Linked DNA regions of Mus musculus: region 1 is linked to region 2. Evidence: chromatin contacts called from public HiCAR-type data. All regions are on one chromosome and are shown on one strand. The core of a region is the stretch at or near the end of the contact, and the rest is flanking DNA. Distances in the headings are between cores, read along the strand shown. Region 1 overlaps Tnik (TRAF2 and NCK interacting kinase). Region 2 has its middle 36 kb from the start of Tnik.

Evidence for each region. HiCAR-type assays count read pairs that join an accessible place to other places.
Region 1: a contact with region 2 is called in a HiCAR-type map of astrocytes, with 5 times the contacts expected there. The contact joins two enhancer-like sites. A contact is called at or near these places in 1 of 39 promoter capture datasets (liver), 3 of 484 Hi-C or Micro-C datasets (the N1E-115 cell line, muscle stem cells and nephron progenitors), 1 of 115 datasets of contacts at active chromatin or transcription factors (astrocytes) and 1 of 9 other capture datasets (pancreatic islet).

Annotation. Positions count from the first base shown.
Region 1 is chr3:28,407,822-28,414,720 of GRCm38.p6, forward strand. All of the region lies in intron 2 of Tnik (TRAF2 and NCK interacting kinase), which reads left to right. Among named protein-coding and RNA genes, the nearest start is that of Mir466q, 8.7 kb to the right of the region's middle. Within about 2 kb of position 1,475, at least 62 of the 459 cell types and tissues checked have an H3K27ac peak or open chromatin away from gene starts, as enhancers often do. A contact at or near this core is called in the N1E-115 cell line, astrocytes and muscle stem cells, where this site is marked.
Region 2 is chr3:28,223,489-28,231,306 of GRCm38.p6, forward strand. No RefSeq gene overlaps it. Among named protein-coding and RNA genes, the nearest start is that of Tnik, 36 kb to the right of the region's middle. Within about 2 kb of position 1,708, at least 31 of the 459 cell types and tissues checked have an H3K27ac peak or open chromatin away from gene starts, as enhancers often do. A contact at or near this core is called in the N1E-115 cell line, astrocytes and muscle stem cells, where this site is marked.

The sequences.
Region 1 (6,899 bases), core at 225-2,724, 180 kb after region 2:
TTTCTGAATATAGCTTTTGGGAATTCACGTCTGTATAAAAGAATTGGTTACTGATGTTTGCTCTATAGGATCAAGAATAAAAGCAGAAGCAGTGAACCTTGGGAAAGGACCTGGCAGGACTGGGAGGGGTTGTGGATCTAAGGAACTATGAAGACAAAAGAGCGCTATCAGGACACATTGCTCGTGTGTAAAGTAAAAGACTAAATTAATAAATAAAAATTAAATAAACTGGAGTATCTTTTCCAGGCAATTGGTATTAAAATAAGGCAGGCATGTACTAATCCCACAATCCATACGGATTCAAGTTAGAAATGCAACATTTGCCCACATGTGCTACTAGGGCACACGCCTGGAAAACGGGTGGCATCTTTCTCCGGGTACTACTGTTGTTTTAATCAGGTTTTCTGGACTTTCAAAGTCGTTGGTTAAATTAGAACTGACACATATGTTAATTAGCTGGGTGGCAGGGTAGAGATAAACAGGCAAAACAGAATGACAACATGTTCCCTTTAAAAAAATGGTGACTCTGAATAGTATTTGGTTCTGTTTGTCAGTAATTGTGTATCTTCCTCTGTCCTTGCCTGGTGTGTTAATCTGCTAGTCTGAAATCTTTTTTATCTGCCTGTACTGTGAGATCCTTCTTTGCCATAATCCATCTGTGTCCTACAGGAGGTGAACCTGCCTTTCAGGACTGGCATGGTGGTGGACAGTATTAATGTGTATAAAAGGAAAAACTCCTTGAATAATTTAATGACCAAATGTCATCTGGGGAAAAGGGGTCAGTATGGAAAATGACTTTTCCTATCAGCTTTAAAAATCACAGTGTGGCTTGCCTTTCTTATGTGCAAATCAAATATCAAATTGAAGGATGTTTATACATCTTTCTGTAGGATGTTTAATGTTTTGCATTTCCTATTAGAACAAGGAAGCGTCTATAGCATTTTTGTTTACTTCTGTTAAAAGAAAGGAAAAAAAAACACAACAGAAAACCTAACCAACCGTCAGAACCTCAATAAACGAACCAGCAAAAGAAAGTCCTCCTTCTTTCCAGAACAACAGATGCTGCCTTTGACCTTGGGATTTAAGGGCAAATCTATCCTTGTTTACACGTCTTGAATTTCTTGGATTTGCCAGTATGAGGACAGCCGTTGGGGACGAAGCGCTCCAAGTATGTAAGCCATGAAAAGAAAATGAGTCTGGGCAGCTGTTGCTGCAGAAATCACGCTTTTGTCTGTTTCCAGTTCACTCATACGGAGAATTTTAAGAATTAAAAAGAAAAAAAAAAGGAGGAAAAAAAAAGGAAAGGCAACTACATTTAATCGAAAGACTCCTGCCACAGATGTCACAGCTTGGGAGCTGGCCTCTCCATCTGACACATTGCCTCCCCGTGAGGGAATCGAGTTTCCAGGAGGCTACATTTGCTTTGCTGGGCCCCCTTGTGGGGTTGGATAAGGAAACATAGCCAGTGCTATGCTCAGCCAGCCAACCAGAGGGACCCACTGGTGAGCGAGCTCATTGGTTCTCTGTGGCAGAGGGAACTACTGATGAGCGAGCTCATTGGTTCTCTGTGGCAGAGGGAACTACTGATGAGCGAGCTCATTGGTTCTCTGTGGCAGCTTTTCTACAATGAAGGCTGGAAAGACCTTGTGAGAAATGAGAGACAAGTGAGATTCCTCTGCTGCATGTTTGCCCACATGTGGTTCCTAGCTCGGTGGCGGAGGGGCACTGGTGAGTTGATGTTTTCCAAATTGAAACTAACAGATATACAACATGTTTTTTTGCTTCCTTTTTTCCCCCATAAATTATATATTTGAAAAGATAACCGCTTTGTTGTTGCTGTCCCAGGTCTGGTTATTGAACTCATGACCTTTTGTGCGCTAAGCATGTTTGTTCCCAATACCCTATATCCCAGAGGAAACCCCAATGAGCAATGCACACCTTTGAACAATGCAGAATTAAGAAGTGACTTTATTTATTATGGTGCTGGAGCCAGACACCCTTTCCCTTGAAATATAAGACAAAGGCCTTGGTGTGTCCCCTGCACTACACTTTCAGCAGAAGAGAACCAACGGTAGCCTGGCCACATCCGTCTCTTTGTTTCCACACACAGCCAATTGCCCTGTGTGTATTTTTCAATTTTACCTTTTTGTTGTAATTTTTCATTTGTGGGACATTATAGTGAATCCCCACAGTAGCGATTTACAAAATTTTATTAGGCAATTTCTCGGCAAAAGACATCTTAGAGTGTCATCATGGAGACTTTTAGAGTGTCACCATGGGGACTTTATTTTATTGCTTCTAACTGCTAATTAAAGAACTGGAAGGCTACTCTGGTGCAGTGGGCCAGGGTGTCCAAAGCCAGAAGGCCCATGAAAGAAGGTCCTCTTTTTTTTTTTTTTTCTTTTTTCTTTTCTTTTTTTTTGGCTTGATCAGTAATAGGGACAGATAGACCAGGTAGGTCGTCTCCCTCTGGGCTTTTTTTTTATATTTTATTTATTTATTTATTTATTTATTTATTTATTTATTTATTTATTTATTGAGAGCCCTGGCAATTAAGAGTAGTCACAGAGTGATCAGTCCCCTCTGTGCACTGTAGGGTGACGATACTCCCAGAAGCCATCTGTTAGGACAGGGCTGATTCGGTTAGTCCTGATGTAGCCTGGCATCCCCTACAGGGAGGAAGCTAGAACTGCCTGTCTACTGAAAGGGGCACTGGCAGGAAATGTATGGAGCTCATAGAATATTTGTCTCAAAATGATTATAATCTTTTGGAGAAATACTTAATAACCTTTCTAGGGCATTTTCCTTCATCATTTCTGGTCCCTTAAAAAGGTTTTAGTTCTTTTGACTGAATACCTTGAACAGAACTTAAAGAACTTAAGGCTCAAAGAGAGTTTTAATAAATTAGGTTCTCTAGCCAACAGCTCATGGATCCATTTTCCTGGGGAAAGGATCCCAGGCAGTTTTCTTTACCATGTTTGTCCATCAACCAATCACTGGCCATAAAACCTCTGCTGCTTTTCTCCTTAAAACCCTCCTGATGCTTTAAAACCAGCAGTAAGGCCAGCCCCAGTGTACTCTGAAACCAGAATAGTTAAGCCTCAATTTACCTGAAAGAGAAAACACCTCCTCTCTTGCTTTAATTTGTTTTTATACTAAATTCTTTTCACACTGACATTAGAGCTTCCCCATGCAGAATTCTTGCCCAGCAAGAATATTCTCTATAGAATTCTGGAAAACTGCCTGCTCAGGGTACTTGAAAATAAAAAGGATAATACCTTTCTCAACACAAAATGTTATTCTGTGTGGTTTTGCAGGCAGCTTGTTTTTCTTTGTGCAGTGCTAAGCATGGGCCCCACACCTTCGCACACACCAGGCAAGCACTCTTCCACTGAGCTACACGCTCATGGCAGCCGTCTTATTTTTAGCTCCATGAGTCTGAAATAAATCTTTGTTTACACCCACTGGTGTAAGGTCTGTTGGTAACCTTTGGTGTCCACTGAAATTTAGTATTCAGCAGTAATGTTTAAAGTACACACATATACACACATACACAATATTTATATATATTATGTGTATATATAATGTATATATTTATACCTTATGTATATTGATTTTTAGTATATACATATATATGCATATATACATTACATACACTTTTAGCATATGTGTGTATATATGTATATACACATATATGTATATAAACATACATACATACATTTATATACACTATATGTATATAAACATGCATATATATATATGTTTATATATATATATTAGGTTTCATGTAGCTCAGGCTTACCAATAATGTGCGATGGAACTTAATCTGGCCCTGAACTCTTGACCTACCAGTTTGCCTTGCTAGGACCTCAGACATGTGCTACCATACTCAACTCTGAAGTTAAAATAATGGAGATTTTATTTGTTCATTTATTTATGTGTATGTGTGTATGCATGCATGCATGCATCCTCAGTCACTTTTTTTTTTCCAAGACAGGGTTTCTCTGTGCAGCCTTGGCTGTTCTGACTCTGTAGACTAGGCTGATCTTGAACCTCTAACTCTGGGATTAAAGGCATGTGCTATGCACTCTTAACCTTTGGACCCTCTCTCTAACCCCTAAGGCTGGGTTTCTCAACCAGTGGGTCTAGACCTTTGTGGGAGTCAAAATAACCTTTCACAGGGTCAGTTAAGCCCATGGGAAAACAGATGTTTACATTATGATTCATGACAGTAGGAAAATTACAGTTATAAAGTAGCAATAAAAATAATGTTATGGTTGGTTTCACCATGACATGAGGAGCTGCATTAAAGGGTCACAGCATTAGGAAGGTTGAGAACCACTGCCTTAACATAAAGAAAAAATTAAAAGCTTACAAAAGAGAATTTAATCCTAAGGTGTTTCAGAAATCGCCTTTTACAGATTTTTATTAAATATTTTTCTTCATTGCCAAGAGAATAAAGTCCATCAACGACGTGAAGAACTGGCGCACAACATCCTCAGCTCTGAAATGTCTATCTAATGCTCATGCACTTTGGAGCTTTAAGGGATTCAAGGAGATTTAGAATTACTTGCTACCAAGAGCTATAGTATTTCAGAAAAATAGAGATTGACTTTTAAAATTTTTGCTTGATATTTCTTCAAACTTTTCTATGTCTTTTCAAGATTTTCTCCAGAGTTGAAGCCTGCTTGTGCTTTGGAAGGTAATTTCTTAGACTTCCGGTTTGGGTTGTGGGACTTTGGTATGTGTCTAAATTATGCTGTGCCTACATTGGGGCCATCCCGAGAAATGGAGGCACACCTACTGAATGATCTTGCAGACTCTCTATTCTACTATAGAAGGACGTTCTCTAAAGGCACGTCTGTCCTATTGGACAACCAGGTTCAGGAAATCATATCACACATGAGAGGACACTCCTTTCTACAGTGAGGAGTGTTGGGATAAAGACTGATCTGGTTCAAAACTAAGCCTGTTACTCTTTTGGTTACTAGATTTTTATATATGTAAGGCCCCTGAACTGTAAGAAGTGGGCACTTTTAAAATCTCACACACTATACTCAGTGTAAGAAATATGTTCTCTTCTGTTACCACAGGAATCTAGTTGCTGGCATGAGGGCAATTAGCATCCTTGGCATCTTTGCACTGTCTGTGGTGGGTATTACCAGGTCAAGAGAAGGAGGCTCCAAGTGTCATGGAGCAGGATCATTATTGCCTGGCACCCACTCCTCTCAGCCCCCGTGTGTGTCTGGACCTAGCTATGGGGTGGACATGGTGCCAGGATTGTAATACCACCATGAACAGAAAAGCACAGCCCTGATCCCTCTAGTGTCTTATAGGCTAAACATCAGAGAGGCGTGCAAAGCTTGTCTCAGAGGGGTTTATGGGGATAAGATGGGCTTTCTGTGTCCTTCCTGCCTCACTGTCCTGGGTCCTTTATTCTGGGCAGCCTCCCAGTCTCCTTTCTGCTCAGTTCTTTCCATTGGTGGGATGTCTTATGTAATGAATATCATTGTAGGTAAATGACTAAAACTCTTCTAAGAACCTCTGTGTGATCATCAAAGACTTGGAGGCATCTAGGCCATGATGACACCTGGTCAGACCTAGAGAGCCAAGCAAGCTGTTGTCATAATTTGCTTTTTTCTGTTGCTGTGATAAACACTGTGACCAAAATCAACTAGGGGGAGCAAAGTGTTTATTCTAGTTCACAGAGGGAGGAGAAGAAACTCAAGGCATGAATCTGGAGGCAAGGACTGAAGCAGATGTCATGGTAAGGAAGGACTGCTTACTGGATTGCTCTCCCTGGCTCATGCTCAGTCATTTTAGTAAGCAGCTACCTATCCAGGATTGATGCCATCCACAGAAGGCGGGGCCTGGTGCTACTCAGAAGCTGGAATCCTTTGTTATAGGCTTCTTCCTTATTCGTTTGGCACCTACTTCCCTGGGGGCTTTGAACTCAGGTCAGACATTCTCCTGAGAAGAGATCAAGGAGTCATGACATCACCCTATTAAGGTGATGATGATTTAATCTGAGATGACTTTTTAATTATGAAGAGCACACGGTTACATATATAATTTCCACAGCATAGTGTTTTTAATAAATATATCACAATATTAATATTTAGGAAACTGTGAAATTTAATTACTTGGAAGTAAATCTCAGTGAATGGGGCAAATGGAAGAAACAAATGGTAGACGCTCAGGAAAGAGAATACGCAAGTGCTGTCAGGACTGTCACAGAGGTAGGAGGACGAAGAGGGATCTCATGAACCGCCTCTGTCTCTGCCTCCATTGTTGCCTGGGTCGGCTTCGTCGTTTCTTCCCTCAGTTCAGGAGCTTCTTGCCATGCCCAGAACAGCCTGGGCTTACAGGCCTCTATGAGCTGCCTTTCTTCCCCCCTTTTATCCAAAGTGTTTTCATATCCCTTGGTAGCCTTTGCTCCAACTTACCTGGTCCATTAACTATTCTCCCAAAGTCCACACTTTCTCTCTCTAGGCCTCTGCTCATACCATTTAGGTCAGCAGGATACAAATTAAATTCATTCAGTTGCCAAATCCTGCTGCTCCCATAAGTCTGAGTTCACACACTTCCTCTTTCATATCCCTGCTAATCAGAACCAATCACTTCATCTTCTTGGTCCCTCGCTGTTGGCCTTGTGTGCGTACCAGTATTACCTAGTCAGGCTTGTAGCCAGTTAATCCTCTCATCCATCCACGTTTCAACAGTTCCTTCCTGAAAGCTTCATTCCTAGCACTCTGCTGGAAGATGCGAGTGTAGGGAGGGGCACAAAGCCAGAGATGGTGTTTGTTCTCTGACGCTTAGCATCCTTAGATGGAGGTAGGCATTGGGAAGACAATTAAATTCATGGGGATAAACATGTGTGTGTGCACATACACGAGCCC
Region 2 (7,818 bases), core at 458-2,957:
ATACCTATATTCCATGTCCATGTGCATGTGTCGCTGCTAAGCCATGCTTTGGGGAACAGTATTGCTGTGGAGGTAAAGAGTGATGGTTGAGTCAGGAACCATTTATTTTTGCTGTTGTACTATCTACAGAGGCCTTATTGGGACTAACATAGAGAATAATCAAATATTGAAGAAACTATTAAGGAATTATAAATAGAACTCTGTTAGGCTCAGATTTCAAGATAAATGAACACATACTATTTTTACATGTGAATCATTGGAAAAATTTGTGTGTCCAGATTTTTTAAAACTTTTGTTTTAAAGCCATTTTTAATGAGCATAAAAAGGAAATTTTATCTTTCAAATATCAGCCCATCATTTGGGCGATGGGAGTAGCTCAGTGATGGAACTCTTGTCTAGCATCTGTGCAGGTGGGCTTCATCCCTAGCACTACAAAAAAAAGCACATGAGAGAACTTGTTTGCTGGCTTTATCTAATCACAGAACATCTATTAAACACTGTGAGTATATGGACAGGAAAAAGGACTACAGTCTGATTCTGGAGAATATAATGAAAACATCCACAAAACACGGCAAGTTCTCTTCATGTGTGTTTGTGAATTAGGCCCAGTACCTTTAGGTCCTAAGATTGATTTAAAGGCTGTGCCTTAACAGTGATTTTTAAGATTGGTTGAGTGTTACTACCTGTCAGACAATTTACATATGTCACCTTCATTTAACCTTGTCAAGTCAGTGGGCTAGACTCTTACGTGATGGTCCTTATCTAACTCCCCTTCCCAATATTCATATTCTCCTGTAGCCCCTTCCCACGAGGCTCTGGTTCTTGCATGTGATTTTGCTTGGCCAACTGGGATCCAAGAAAACACGATTCAAGCAGAGGCTAGATAAATGCAGGGACATTACATTTGCCCTCTCAAGACCATGTTACCACCACTAAGAATGGTATCCAGGAGGCAAGGGAACAGAAATGAATGGTCCCAGAGATGGTGGGAAGATTGACATGTCTGATAAAACCGCTCTTGGAGACGCCCAGCTCCAGAACCCTCCCTTATCTTCAGAAAACAAAGCTGGGGTCTGTCAGAAAGAGAGGCCAGCTTAGCTGTCTCTCCGCCTTCACAGAGGCTGTACTCATCTCAAGAAAAGCACAGCGTGGGTGTGTCTGCGAGGCACAGCCCCTGCCATCAACTCAGCAAGGCCGTTATACATTTAACTTGGAAGAAGATTCCAGTCGGAGGCAACTGAGGTCTTGATCAGATCCAGCCCCTTTCTCTGCACTCTGAAGTGTTTCCTTAGGAAACACCAAGAGAGGCCATCTGGACAGTGGAAGGTTAATTGACTAGAGGAGGCCATGACTTCCAATAGAGAATGTTCTTTACAAAAAGAAAAGAAAAGCACCAGGATGTGCGAATTCAATAAATAATTCATTGGACTGCCTATTCAGAGACTAATAGAAAAATACTGTAGTAGGCCCGCATGCCAATCAGCCTGCAGCTAGTTAAACAAACATCCTGCGCACACATCACTTGTAAAGCCCAGATTTATACATTAATTGCATGTTTTACCCAGGAAAAGTATAATGTCTAATAACTTCACTTTAGAGACTATTAAAATCTCATGGTCTTGAAAAGGTTGCCTGACATCCTGTAGGCCAGATCCAGGGCTGAGTAGACATGTCCCCTGCCAGTGAATGTACAATAGCCAAACACTCAAGTGTCACTTCGGCTACATTTACATTCGTTGCCTGTACAGAGGAACACTGAGTGCTATGGTCCTCTTGGGTCTCCAGGAACCCTCAGGACGCCAGTGGGGGCACAGCTGCAGCAGCCGGGGTAAAGTGAGCATCTGCACGTACCCCAAATTCAGTTCCACTTCCGTCCCTCATTTATACTTAGTTCTTTCTTCATGGTTTTGTAGGATTTGAAATGCAAACGGGACACAGACAGTAACACAGTAGGTCCTAGTCCGGTCTTGTAACTGTGCTAAACGATTCTTGTCCCTCTTATTGTCCCCCTCTTGGTCCTCACAGCAGTCGCTACCCTGGGTAAGAGGACAAACTGAAAGGACAGAGCTCCTGAACGCTGCGTTCAGGGAACACATTACCTCTCTGGTCTCTGACAAACCCAATTTGAGGGGCACTCTAAAAAAGGACCTTGGCTATGCTTTTGAAATGTGTCAAGCTTGTGAAAGCAGTGACACTGTGAATTGGCTTCAGATCCAGGGGACAGACAGCCAACATGGCAACCAAACACAGCCAGCACCCCTCCCTGGACTGGATGCTGGACCGGAGGAGAGGCACAAAGGAATGAGGTCTCACCCGTGCTGACTGGCTGCTGTTCATCATTTCTCTGTGTCAGGAAGTTAAGGGGGAGAGAACCCCATGAAGGTTATTAAGAAAATTTTATGACATTCTAACTTCATAATCTAAAAAATTACTTGAAAATAAAGTTGGAGATAGCAAAAGAGGGGAAAAATGAAAGGAAAACAGAAGCTATGTTATCCACTGGGAGTTCATGTAACCATATCCAGAAAGCAGTTCTTAGAGCAGCTGAGTCTAGCTTTCAGAGAGTGTCTGTGGAGTGTCTTACCAGATCAATTGCTCTCATGGGTGAATGGCTGCTGGATTCAGAAGAAAATGGAGAGGTTCGTTGAGAGGACAGAGGGAATTGTGCAGAGAATGCACTTGAAACACAGAAAGGCACGGTGGGAGCCTGTGTCTCACTACTGACGCCTAGAAAACTGATAGAAGAGCCTGGGTACGACTTCCACGACACTTCTCATTTCTGAAAGAGGCTATGTCAAGGCGGAACTCAGGCCTGGGATCAACCGTGGAGAGTGCCCACGGGTCACGTGACTTGGCCCATTTGCTGGTCATACGACCTAACCTACTTGCCGGAGATTTGCTAATGGAGACGGAGCATCGGTCGCCGATCACTCCTTCCTTTTACCGAGGGATCCCAAGGCCATGTGCTACTTGAAGGACTAAAGATGCAACACTTATCAAAAGCACGGGCTTCACCCCCTCATAGACAGACCTGGAGACTGCTCGAGCCTCTCTCACAATTGACCCGCGTGACCTTGGATGTATCTCAGCACTTTTCCCAGATATGATTTGCAGTTCCACACCAGAGGGAAGATAATAATTATTCCAAAGACATTCTGAGTATTAAGTAAAAAGTGGCATCTAAGCTCTTAGCATAAATACTTATCATATAAATAGTCAGTAAATATTACTGGTATTGTTTTCTCTTTAGCTCGGGAATATTTCAGTTCTACGTGCTTGTGGGCATATCTGGGTACACTTGGAAATTCTGTAGACTGTTTTTCAATGCATCAAAAGCTCGCATTTAGAAAGGTTGGCTTTTCCAGCGGAGTAATTTTCCATTTCCCACTCCATTTCCTTGTTATTTTCAAAAGTAGATAAACAATAAAACGAAGGGCAAGCATGGCTTACAAACGTGGTGCTGAGTGAAGAATCCAAATGGGAGTTTTAAGATGCAGACAGACCATCGGATAGGTTTTATCTAGATTCAAATGAGCCTGCTTGTGGAGGCTGGCTGCATCATCTTTTCATGGGCGTAATTTGAATGATGCTTTAGGCAACCCCTGATTCTTTCCACAGTGGAAAGAATAATAGATAACTGTGCGTACAACAGACTAGGCAGAGCCCAGGACTGCTGCAGGAGCAAGCCTCTCAAGTTTCCTTCTTCAGTATGGTACCTGGCACTATGACCTTTGTCCTCTTTACATGGTGATTATTGGCTGGCTGTCCAGGAAGCGGGGACAAATGGAAACCTACTTTCTTCTCCTTCCTTCATTTTCCGTAACACACAGTGGGGCTTAAACAAAGGATTTCCTCATAGAGTGTACATTAAATACATTTATTTTGAAGAATGAAACTTATGCCCCAATCCTAAGTAAAGCCCGATGGCAGTGAGGAGTGACCTTAAGTGACTCAGAAGTTGATCTCTCCATGTACAGGCCATCCAAAACAGGTTCAGCATTTTCACTGTCAGGGAACCGTAAATTAAAATTGTAGTAAGTTTACCATTCTACCTGAGTCAGAATAACTTTACTAGGAAGGCAAAAATAATAAAGTTGACGAGGATACAGAGGGAACTCCTATGTACTGTTGGTTGGAATGTAAATAAGAAAACTATTATGGATGGAGAGTATGAAAATCTAAAGTTCAAAATTAGTTTGTGAGCCAGCTATTCCATTATTGGGTACGAGTCCAAAGTCAGTATATCAAAGAGACAGTGTGCTCCCAGCATTCTTCACAAAAGCTGAGATATGCAGTCATCCAAAGGGTTCCCTGTCAGATGAATGGGTACAGAAAGAGGGATCCATGTACACAATAGAATGTCATTCAGCCACACCACGAAGGAAGCACTGTCCTCTGCAGCAGTGAAGATGGAACTGGAAGACAGTGTAAAGTGACCACCCAAGAACAGAGTCTACACTGCATACCCACTATTCCAGTGTGTCTCATGGTGGTAAAGAGAATAGTAACAGTCATACAGGTGTGAAGTGTGTGTGTGTGTGTGTGTGTGTGTGTGTGTGTGTGTGTGTGAGAGAGAGAGAGAGAGAGAGAGAGAGAGGGAGAGGGAGACGGAGACGGAGACGGAGACGGAGACAGAGACGGAGACGGAGACGGAGACAGAGACAGAGAGAGACAGAGAGAGGGAGTCACCAAGCTACAGTTAACGAGGTGAATGTTCTAGACTTCCATCCTACATTCCGGATGATAGTGACTCTATAGTTCATGTTTTGGTTGTGTATCTATGGAGAGTATGGAGGGTAAGGGTGTTGCAAGCATGCCAAATCAGTCCTGGGTCAGGATCATTGGACAATTTCCAGGAATCAGCTCTCACCTTTTACCATGGTGCTTTCTGAGCTCTGTCCATCAGGCTTGCTGGCAAGAGTCTTTATTCATTGAGCCGCTTCACCAGCCTTCACAAATTTTTATTTATTTATTTACATATGTGGGTGATCTGTCTTCACACACACACACACAAGAGAAGAGGACATCAGATCACATCACTGATGGTTGTGCATTACCATGTTGGTGCTAGGAGTTGAACTCAGGACCTCTGAAAGACTAGCCAGTGCTCTTACCTCAAGCCATCTCTCCAGCCCCAACAATTTTTATATACGTTAAATAGGACTAGAAAAGGGGAGTTCAAAATTCCCAATACAGAAAAAAAAAAAAAACCTTTTAAGGAGATACACCTAATCACCTTAACTGGATCATTGCCTATTGTAGACAAGTGTCACATCATCAAATATTACTCCACAAGCATGCTCAGTAATCATGTCAATGAAAAGTTGAAAATTTCTGTCTTCATGCAGATGCCTGAGACCTACAAATATTATGCAAATAGGTTTCATATACTCCCTGTGTAAAAAAAAATTCTCAGTGAGAGTTGAAGAAATTTGAGAGTCAGGTCTTATAATCTCCATTAGAAAAATGATACTAAATAAACCCAATTATGAATCTGAATCCATCTGGCTAGATATCTGGCCTCAGAATGAATGGGACATTCAGTGTATATATTTTCATAGTCCTTGATAAGCACCGACAGTTGCATATTTTTTTAAGTGCCCCAGATGATTTTACGGGACAGCTGGTGTTAAGTTATGCTACAGAGAGTACCGTAAACAAGCTTGCTGAGGTCCCATGCCTGGGACAGCCCAAGGCAACACTTACAGAATATACACAGGAACCCTTGCATCTGAGACAGGCACTTACGCATGTTGCAAAATAATGAAAGACAGCTTGGAAAGGCATAAGCATCACAAGACTGATAGAAGTAGAGACATGAAGGGGGAGGCTGGTGGGGAGGTAGACAAGTCAGGTGAAAAAAAGTTAGGATAGTCCCCCCTCCCCCAGATCATGCTATTAGAAATATATTCCAAATTGGCTACAAGCTGCCTTATATCTCACACACACACACACACACACACACACACACACACACACACACACACGAAAGAGAGAGAGAGAGAGAGAGAGAGAGAGAGAGAGAGAGAGAGGAGGAAGGGAGGGAGGGAGGAGAAAAAAATGGAAACAGAAAGGAGTAAAAGAGAAAAGAAAAACAGAGGCATGCTAATTTTCTAAACCAATTTCCATCAGAAATGCAAGTTCCTCTGAAGGTGATTTCTCAGTTACAGGGTGTGGCCTATTCTCTAGCCTGGTGAGTCAGTGCTCACTGATCACCCTGCAGGAACAAGGGCGGTGAACTGATAAGGCCTCAAGCCAAAGCCAAGCACAGAAGGAAGGGAGAGTACAGAGAGAGTGTACACCTGTGATCACTGTAGGTGCTCAGAACCCCACAGTTTCTGTCAGGAAAAACAGGGTTATTTTATTTTAAATAGAAAGTCCATTCTTAAAATTTCCCTGTCACTCCGCTTCTGCCCTCCAGCCATAGCTCCTCATTCCTACCACAAACCTTTTATTGTCAAAGTCAGGCTGTTTACTTACATACCAATCTTTTAGTTAACTAGACAGAAACTGCACCAGGGCTAGTCTTAATGGAACATCAAAGAACTTGTTTGAAGTTTTCTACGTGGCAGACATTAGTCAGTCCACAGAAGAAAGATGGGTTGGCGTCTAAGTTGTGGAGGCAAATAGAAGGGATGTGATACTCAGGGAACCACCATTAGAACTCACTTTTATACCCCTCTACCTAAACCTGTCTCCAACACAAATTGACTCCTGAGTTCTCACTATAGGCAAATTGGTACTTCTATTTCCTTAAACTGTGTACACTCAATATATTAACTGAACAAATTTATCAATCACTGCCAAACACCCCGTGATTCAGCCACATCTTTCTGAAGTGCATAGATGGTAGGAACTGAAGTTGGTGTGTGTGTGTGTGTGTGTGTGTGTGTGTGTGTGTGTGTGTAACCACATCTGTGTTAAAGATTCCTCAAGACCAAATAACTGAACTTTGAGACCAAGAGCATTAGAATGTTGCAGACCAGAGGCAAACTATCTTGGGCTATTTTTAGTTATGTTGAAAGCCACTCATTGTCTACCCCTAAGTTTGACCTAACATTCTTTTGACTATCGAATTCTTTAAAATGTATTTGTAACAAGCCAGTAGCTTTTCCCAACCCGAAGGCTAAGTATGTCATCAGATAGCATCTGAAGCCTAAGGCATAGATGTTCTCACTTTACTGTAATCTGCTATCTTCCTTAAGGGTTTCTGTTGCTGTGATAAAACACCATGACCAAAAGCAACTTGGCCAGAAAAGAATTTATTTTAGCTTACAGTTCTACACCATAGCCCCTCATTAAAGGTAATAAAGACAGGAACTTAAAGGACTCTTTCTGTCTGAAGGAGGGGCTGACATAAAGGCTATAGAGGGGTGCTACTTACTGCCTTGCTCCTCATGGCTTGCTCAGCCTGCTAGCCTGCTTTCTGTATACAAGCTGGACCACATCGTCAAGGGTGGCACCACCTTCGGTGAGTTGAGCCCTCCCACATCAACCCTTAATCAAGAAAACACCTTATAGACTTGCCTACAGTCAATCCAACGGGCATGTTCTCAGTTGATGTTCTTCTTCCCAGATAACTCCAGCTTGTGTGGAGTTGGCAGAAAACATCAACCAGGACACCCATCTACTTGATGTTCCCACCAACATCGTTAATAAGAGCCATAAGAGGCTGGAGAGATAGCTCAATGGCTAAGAGCACATACTGCTCTTCCAGAGAACGACAGTTCAGTTCCCAGCATCCATGCTGAGTGGCTCATGTCCATCTGTTATGGCAGCTCCATGGGACATATGATGCCTCTGCACCCCAAGAGCACC